Regions from separate parts of the Callithrix jacchus genome. Here region 1 is linked to region 2. A link is a contact called in public Hi-C data. All regions are on one chromosome and are shown on one strand. Each heading gives the region's core, a stretch centred on a gene start, on an enhancer-like site or on the middle of the called end of the contact. The rest is flanking DNA. Distances are from core to core; before and after follow the strand shown.

What was found. Hi-C and Micro-C count contacts between places; a contact is called where the count stands out from the background.
Region 1: a contact with region 2 is called in a Hi-C map of skeletal muscle, with 3 times the contacts expected there. The contact joins two enhancer-like sites. A contact is called at or near these places in 2 of 3 Hi-C or Micro-C datasets (both in skeletal muscle).

The regions. Positions count from the first base shown.
Region 1 is chr3:78,512,659-78,516,257 of calJac240_pri, forward strand. All of the region lies in intron 4 of SYNPO2 (synaptopodin 2), which reads right to left. Among named protein-coding and RNA genes, the nearest start is that of MYOZ2, 84 kb to the left of the region's middle. Within about 2 kb of position 1,818, at least 6 of the 16 cell types and tissues checked have an H3K27ac peak or open chromatin away from gene starts, as enhancers often do. A contact at or near this core is called in skeletal muscle, where this site is marked.
Region 2 is chr3:78,344,133-78,347,408 of calJac240_pri, forward strand. All of the region lies in intron 2 of USP53 (ubiquitin specific peptidase 53), which reads right to left. Among named protein-coding and RNA genes, the nearest start is that of USP53, 15 kb to the right of the region's middle. Within about 2 kb of position 1,564, at least 1 of the 16 cell types and tissues checked has an H3K27ac peak or open chromatin away from gene starts, as enhancers often do. A contact at or near this core is called in skeletal muscle, where this site is marked.

The sequences.
Region 1 (3,599 bases), core at 568-3,067, 170 kb after region 2:
TGCATAAAGTGAATGAACTTCCTTTTTCTTTTGAAAATTTTATAATCATATTTATTTTCATTTTAAAAAGCTAATAAGCATTCCAAGTGCTTCAAAATTTTCCTTTAGCCTAGATCCCAAAATAAGAATGTTTAGATTACTGCCAGATAGGTTTAAGCTAGTTATTAGTAAGAACATTTTGGATTTGAAGATAACAGAGTCTAGGGCCCTACAATCAAGGGAAGTCATACAATCATTTGCCCCAGAGATAAGAAAAAACAGCCAAGGAAATTCAATCCTTTTTCTAGATAATAAAAATGTATCATTCTATTCCATTCCTAGAAACATTTATACTCATTCTTGAATAAAGGCAGGGAGTCAGATAAAAATCACATCTCAAGGCCCCCTTTAGTCTTTTTTAAAAAAAATTCAAAGCAAATTGTAACGCAGCAAACTTTAGAATGGCTGCCTATGAAGCACTGAGCGGGAAAGAGAGTTTGCTGCCATCTCTTGGACGTTTGAAATAAAATCGGCAAGATGGGTGCTTCAGCGTCTGTTCCTTTTAGACTGGGCACTAAGACTGTGGAAGCAGGTGCAGTTTACAAGCCTGGCTGTCCCTGACTGGATAAACAGGAAAACTATTTATGGGTTTTAAAGAATCAAGTTGACTTAGTGGTTTGCATGTTAGAAAAGTGTTTTTCAAAGTGTAGTTCACAGCCCACTAGCATCAAAATCACCTGGGTTGTATGTTACAAAAACAAATACCTAGGCCCCACATGCACCTAGTAAATCAGAATCTCTAAGGTAGGACCATCTCTGAGGTGGGGAAATCTTAATTTTATACCAGGAACAAAAGGTGGAAAGCTATATGTTACAATACTATGAAGGGCATAGTTTGCTTATACTAAAGTGCTGTATATAAAGGAAATCGTATTAGTTCATTTAACATAAAATTAAAATTTCTAAGTAATATATCTAGCATTGCTCTTTATTTCAGTAATACTGCCCACAATGAGTTATGACATTTCAGTGGGTATTTCATAATGTATAATTCAAAATCTAGCCCATATTGGACTTACATGAAGAATTATGATCTGCACCATTTAATAAGGAGTAATAAGTGGTCCAGTCACAACCAACAGACGCTGAGTGTGAATTAAAAAAACAAAAACAAGAACAAAACTCCAAGCCAAAGACCTAATTGTGGAAAGACTGGAATGATACCTTAAATTAGTACTTTATATTAGTTCAACCAATTCCTTAGAGATTCTTAACTCTGGAAAATTGTTTTGTGAACATCTCTTTATCAGTCTTAGACTTGCTAAGAGAAAAAAAGAACTAACAGTTTTCAGTGCAGAAAGAGACCTAGTTTTGTTTTGTTTTTGATGTAATTAAATGGCACAAAAGGAAAGCAAAACTAAATCAATTTAATTGTGTTTGACACACGAGCTATTCTGGATTCAGATAAATTTTCCAGAATCTCAGCTTGCTTTGATTTTTTTAATCTTCAAGATGAGTCCTGACTTCTCCTTCTGACTCAGAAGGATTCTAGAAGTACCAGAAAACCACAAAAATTCCCTGGGTTTGAAAGGCAGCTGGAATATTAAGTTCCTCCCTGTATCGGTGGCTCAGCTTCTTAGAATTGTTTTTCATCACTTGCCCTGAGCTCGGAGTTTGCTCTGTTCAGGCAGAGGTTTCAGTCTTTCTGTTTTTGGAAAGTGATCATGCTTCTCAGGCAAGGGATCAATTACTCTAAAAAGGCCAGGTTGCTGACCCTTTGTCCTAGGACAGTGTGGAAAGGAGGGATAAGGACAGCTGTGAGCTGTGCCCTCCTAGGTCAGCCCAACTGTTGCAGGTCTGAAGTGGGGTAGTCTCAGGGATAGGGTTGCCAACTGCTCCACTTTCGGTGTAATAGGCCTATTTAAGCTTCAACTATCCTACCAGGACCTTACTGAGGATACCAACTATCCTGTTTAGAGAATATGTTCAGTTTACAAACATTTCTCCAGAAGAGTTCTCTTCACATTGCTAAGTTCATTACATAATATTGGTACTTTGAACTGAACATAGTGTCTTTATAGTAGAGGCTCAAAGCTGATGTTAAGTTTATTTTATAAAAATACTGAAGCAGTCTTTCTGAATCTGGTCTCATCTTTGTCTATCACGAAAACAATGTTAGCACAATGGATGAACACAAAGCAGGAAAAAATGGACAAACAGGCTGAATACAGAGGAATGTAAACATATAAACTTCATTAAGAAGGAAAAAGAGAAGAAACAAAGCTCTCTCAATTAATGACTCCTGGGAATAGATTCAATGTGAGATTTATAGCGATACTCCTACTTTTTCTGTTTTAGTTGTGGTGGGTCTCAAACTAGGATTCATATTAACAGAGAACACAAAATAACTTGTTGTATTGTGTTCTCCTCATCGGAAGTTTTTGAAATACTAGTTACTGTGTATTGAGTGCCCCTTAGAAGAAGAAGAATAGCTAGCATGTGTGGAATACTTTCTCTGTGCCAGGCACTGTTTTATACACATAATGCACACCGTTTCACTTAATCTTCATAACAACTTGTGAAGTACACCTATTATTGTCTCCATTTCACAGCTGAGGTACTGAAGCACAGGGTGACTGAATACTTTGTCAAAAGTCTCCCAGTAAGCAGGAGGCAGGCCTGGAACTCAGAGACAGGCAGTCTGGCCCTAGAATCCGCACTCTTAACCACTACAAATGTACTTCTTGTGGGCTCAAGGTTTACACACCTTATGTCATCTAATCATATGTGAAGTTCATTTTTTAAAAGTGTTTACCTTTTGCTTTTTCTAAATTAAAAAAATAGCATGTCTTCTTTTTCATTTAAAAATTGGAAGGAACCTTATTTTCTGCATTATTGTTACCGAAATTTGAAGGTTTCTCTCGTCACTATTCTGTTCTTCGTTTGTTTGCCAGGTATAAATGAGCATAACTCTGGTAATATACAATACTAGCTGGCTGGAAGCGGTGGGTGTTTCAGGTATTTGGTCTAGAGCATTGTGGGAATTTGTTTAGTGAAACCCAGCAAAATGTTGAGCTTCCCTTTGCCATTACTGAGTTCTAATAAGCAAATAGGCTGGCTGGGCGCAGTGGCTCAAGCCTGTAATCCCAGCACTTTGGGAGGCCAAGGCGGGTGGATCACGAGGTCAAGAGATCGAGACCATCCTGGTCAACATGGTGAAACCCCGTCTCTACTCAAAATACAAAAATTTAGCTGGGCATGGTGGCACGCACCTGTAATCCCAGCTACTTGGGAGGCTGAGGCAGGAGAATTGCCTGAACCCAGGAGGCGGAGGTTGCGGTGAGCTGAGATCGCGCCATTGCACTCCAGCCTGGGTAACAAGAGTGAAACTCCGTCTCAAAAATAAAATAAAATAAAATAAAAATAAGCAAATAGGCTGATAGAGAATAAAACTACAGCTTTTCCCCATGTACCCTGTTTAAAAATGTCTATTGCTTGGAGCTACCAAACTCTAAGATGTTTCAATATTTCTTACTTTGATTTAGAAGGTTTAGAGTTATCTCTGAGACATGTAAAACTCATCACTTCTGAGGAGCAGTTCCTTTTATCTGTGACCTGAA
Region 2 (3,276 bases), core at 314-2,813:
GGACAAGAACATACTAGTGAGCAACAAGTTCAGATCAAGCAATTCTCCTACAAAGCATTAAAAAAGGAATAAGGAAGTAGAAAACATAAACACTTCTCAAAAGCTATGAGACATGATTAAAATAATTAAATGTCAATATCTATCCAATAAGATTCCTAGAGAGGGATATAAGTAGATATGTCTAGAAATGATTAAGAATTTCCCAGAATTAAAGACTGAAAAACTCAGATACAAACAGGATGTGTAACTCAAAGAATCCAAACATGATGTAGTAAAAAAGAGAAGTAGGACAAAAACTGTGAAACCTTATACTAACTTGAAAAAAGGAGATTTCCAAGTCAACTGATAAACAATAAAAAAAATAAATCCCAAACTAAAATTTTACAAAAACTAACAGATATCTTTACAAAAGGCCTGATTAAGGTTAAAAAAAAAAAAAAAAAAAGAGAGAGAGAGAGAAACATGAACACTAATAAAATTGACAAAGGAGAAATGACTAGACACATAAGCAATGGAAAGAATACAAGAAAAAATGAAAAGCTTAAAAAGACTAGTTTAGAAGAAAATGGAAAAGAGATAAAAGTTATTTCATTTTAAATGGCATCTGGATAGACAAATTCTAAACTTCAAATAACTGTTGATTCTAGTGTTAAATCACTGCAGGCCACAGGGTAAATAAAACAGTAAGAATCCCCAAATCATTTCATAAAGCTAACATATCCTTATTATCAAAACATGATAAACCTCATACCAATTTGACATGATTATAGGTACAAAAATTATAAATAAAATGCTAGCAAACATAATCTACCGATACGTCAAAGGAATAACATACAACTGAAAAGAATAATGACAAGCGTGGTTTCTTATGAGAATGCAAATGTGAGTCTGTATTTATTCTCTCAATAAACATTTGGGAGGCTGTGAAGAAAATAGCTAACACAGCATTATTCATAATATTCAAAAAGGGGAAACAATCCAAATGTCCATCAACCAGTCAATGGATGAACAAAATGTGTTATGTATATTCATACAATGAAATATTATTCAGCCATTAAAAAATGAAGAAGCAACATATATTACAACATGAACGAACATTAAAAACACTAAGCAAAGTATAAGCAGTCAGTCACAAAAGACCATATATTATATGATTCCATTCATATGAAATGTTTTTTAAAAAGAGCAAAAGAAAAGACTTTACATAGCACCCCTTAGACTGCCATCCTTACAATGGTCTGCTTGCAAGGCTGACCTTTGGGAACTCAAGATTTGGGGAGGCTTTCCAACACACTGATAAGAGTGGGTCACTATAGCTAAACTGCACAAACAAAATTTTTATCCTGAATACCTGTTTTCCTTCTGGAACACTGCAATTGTGGTACATTCCAGGCAGAGGATGCTTATGTGACCATCCCACAATAAAATGTTAAGTACTGAATCTCTAATGAGCTTCCTGGTACACAACATTTTACATGTGTCATCACAATCTGTTGCTGGAGAAATCAGTGTGCCCTGTGTGACTCCACTTGTAGAAGACAATTGGAAGTTTGTGCCTGGTTTCGGGCTGACTTCACCTCCTGCTCCTTCTCTGTCTGCTGATTTTGCTTTATATCCTTTCACTGTAATAAATCACAGCAATGCATATAACTATATGCTGAGCTCTGTGAGTCCTGCTAGAGAATCAACAAAACTGGCAGGTGGGAGGGATCTAGTACAGTAGTTGAAAGGTACTTCATTTTTATCACACTGACAAAAATACTAAAACACTGTTGGTGAGAATAAAAGGGAAAAGGTACTTTCTTTCACGGCTAACAAGAAATGTAATCATACTATTATACCCTCTGGCAATATTATATCAACATGGCCACAACTATTAAAGTTAAAAACTTAACACACTTCAACCCCTAAAACTCAATACTGAGAATCTATACCCCAGAAATAAAAGTACTATTTTTATTGAGATATATTAGGTTATAGCAGTAAATAATGAAAGAAATAAAGTAAATATCTATCATTAGGAACATAATTGCTAACAGGGTGTTTGCAGTGAATTCCTATAATTTTGTGTTACCTCTGCATCCACTTTGAACATAAGCTGGATTTTCTCATACCAGAAGCAGTGCTCTGTTAAGCCTGACAGTTTCCAGTTTTCTACCTCCTCCTAGTTCCTCAGTGTGGTTAATACAGACATCTACTTCATACAACTGCTTCCTACTCACCACCTCTTTATAGGTGGTCAGTGAAATTCAAACCACATAACTTGACCTGCTGACTCACACAGCATGCACAGGCTGTGCAGATATGCCACAGTGACCACCTTTCAGTCACAGTGACTCCATGGAACATGTACCCACATACTCTAAACCCACCAATTAGAACTCCCTACAGGAAACCCACCTAGGCAATACCCTGGGCCCCGGTAAAGGTTTTGGCCCACAAGTTCCCCTCTCTCTGTCTTTTGTTCCCCACCCAGTGGTTGAATGTGCATGTATCAGTGGCTCCCCACTTCCAGTTGGCCATAGGAGACGTGCTGCCCTCTTGTCTCTGGATTTGTAAGTAATAAACTGCTTCTGTTATTTCATGTTTTGGTGAGTCGTATCCTGTGTATCTCACCCAATTACACCTGAATTCAGCTTCTTTTCTGGTCAGGACTCTCCTAGAGAATGGCTATCTTGATAGAAATAAACTCAACACAGGTAAGACAAGAGTCACAAGGGCATCTGCCAGTATAAACAAGTTTCCTGTGAGAGGGACACCTGTCGAGGGTCAGGGACACTAAGGCATTAGGTCATATGCCAGGAAAAAGAAGTATCCTGTGAAAAGCACATTGTAAACACCCATGACCACATCTCCTGAAGTCCTATCAGGGTAAGAGTAGTGTTTATAGCCATTCTCCAGAGACAGACCACAAGATCAAATTCCAGGAAAATACAACAGTGTTTTTGAATGACTAAGGCAAAATGCAGAAACTTAATATTACCTCATTTTGGTAAAACAATATATGTGTGAAAACATATACACTATACATGATCACCTGAGTAAGGAGTATATATATGTATAATTGAAACAGGGCTAGACAGCCAACTTAGATAATAAAAAAGATTAAACTCAGTGATGTGCAGTTGAAGCCCAAAGAAAAAAAGAACAAAACATATAAATATGCAAAGCCAGACATATGCATATTATAACATAAGATCTGTGTGGAAGCAAAATAGGCTTCCTGGAGAGGTTACATCTTACTATATATTGAAAAATGAGCACAAGTTTTGTGTG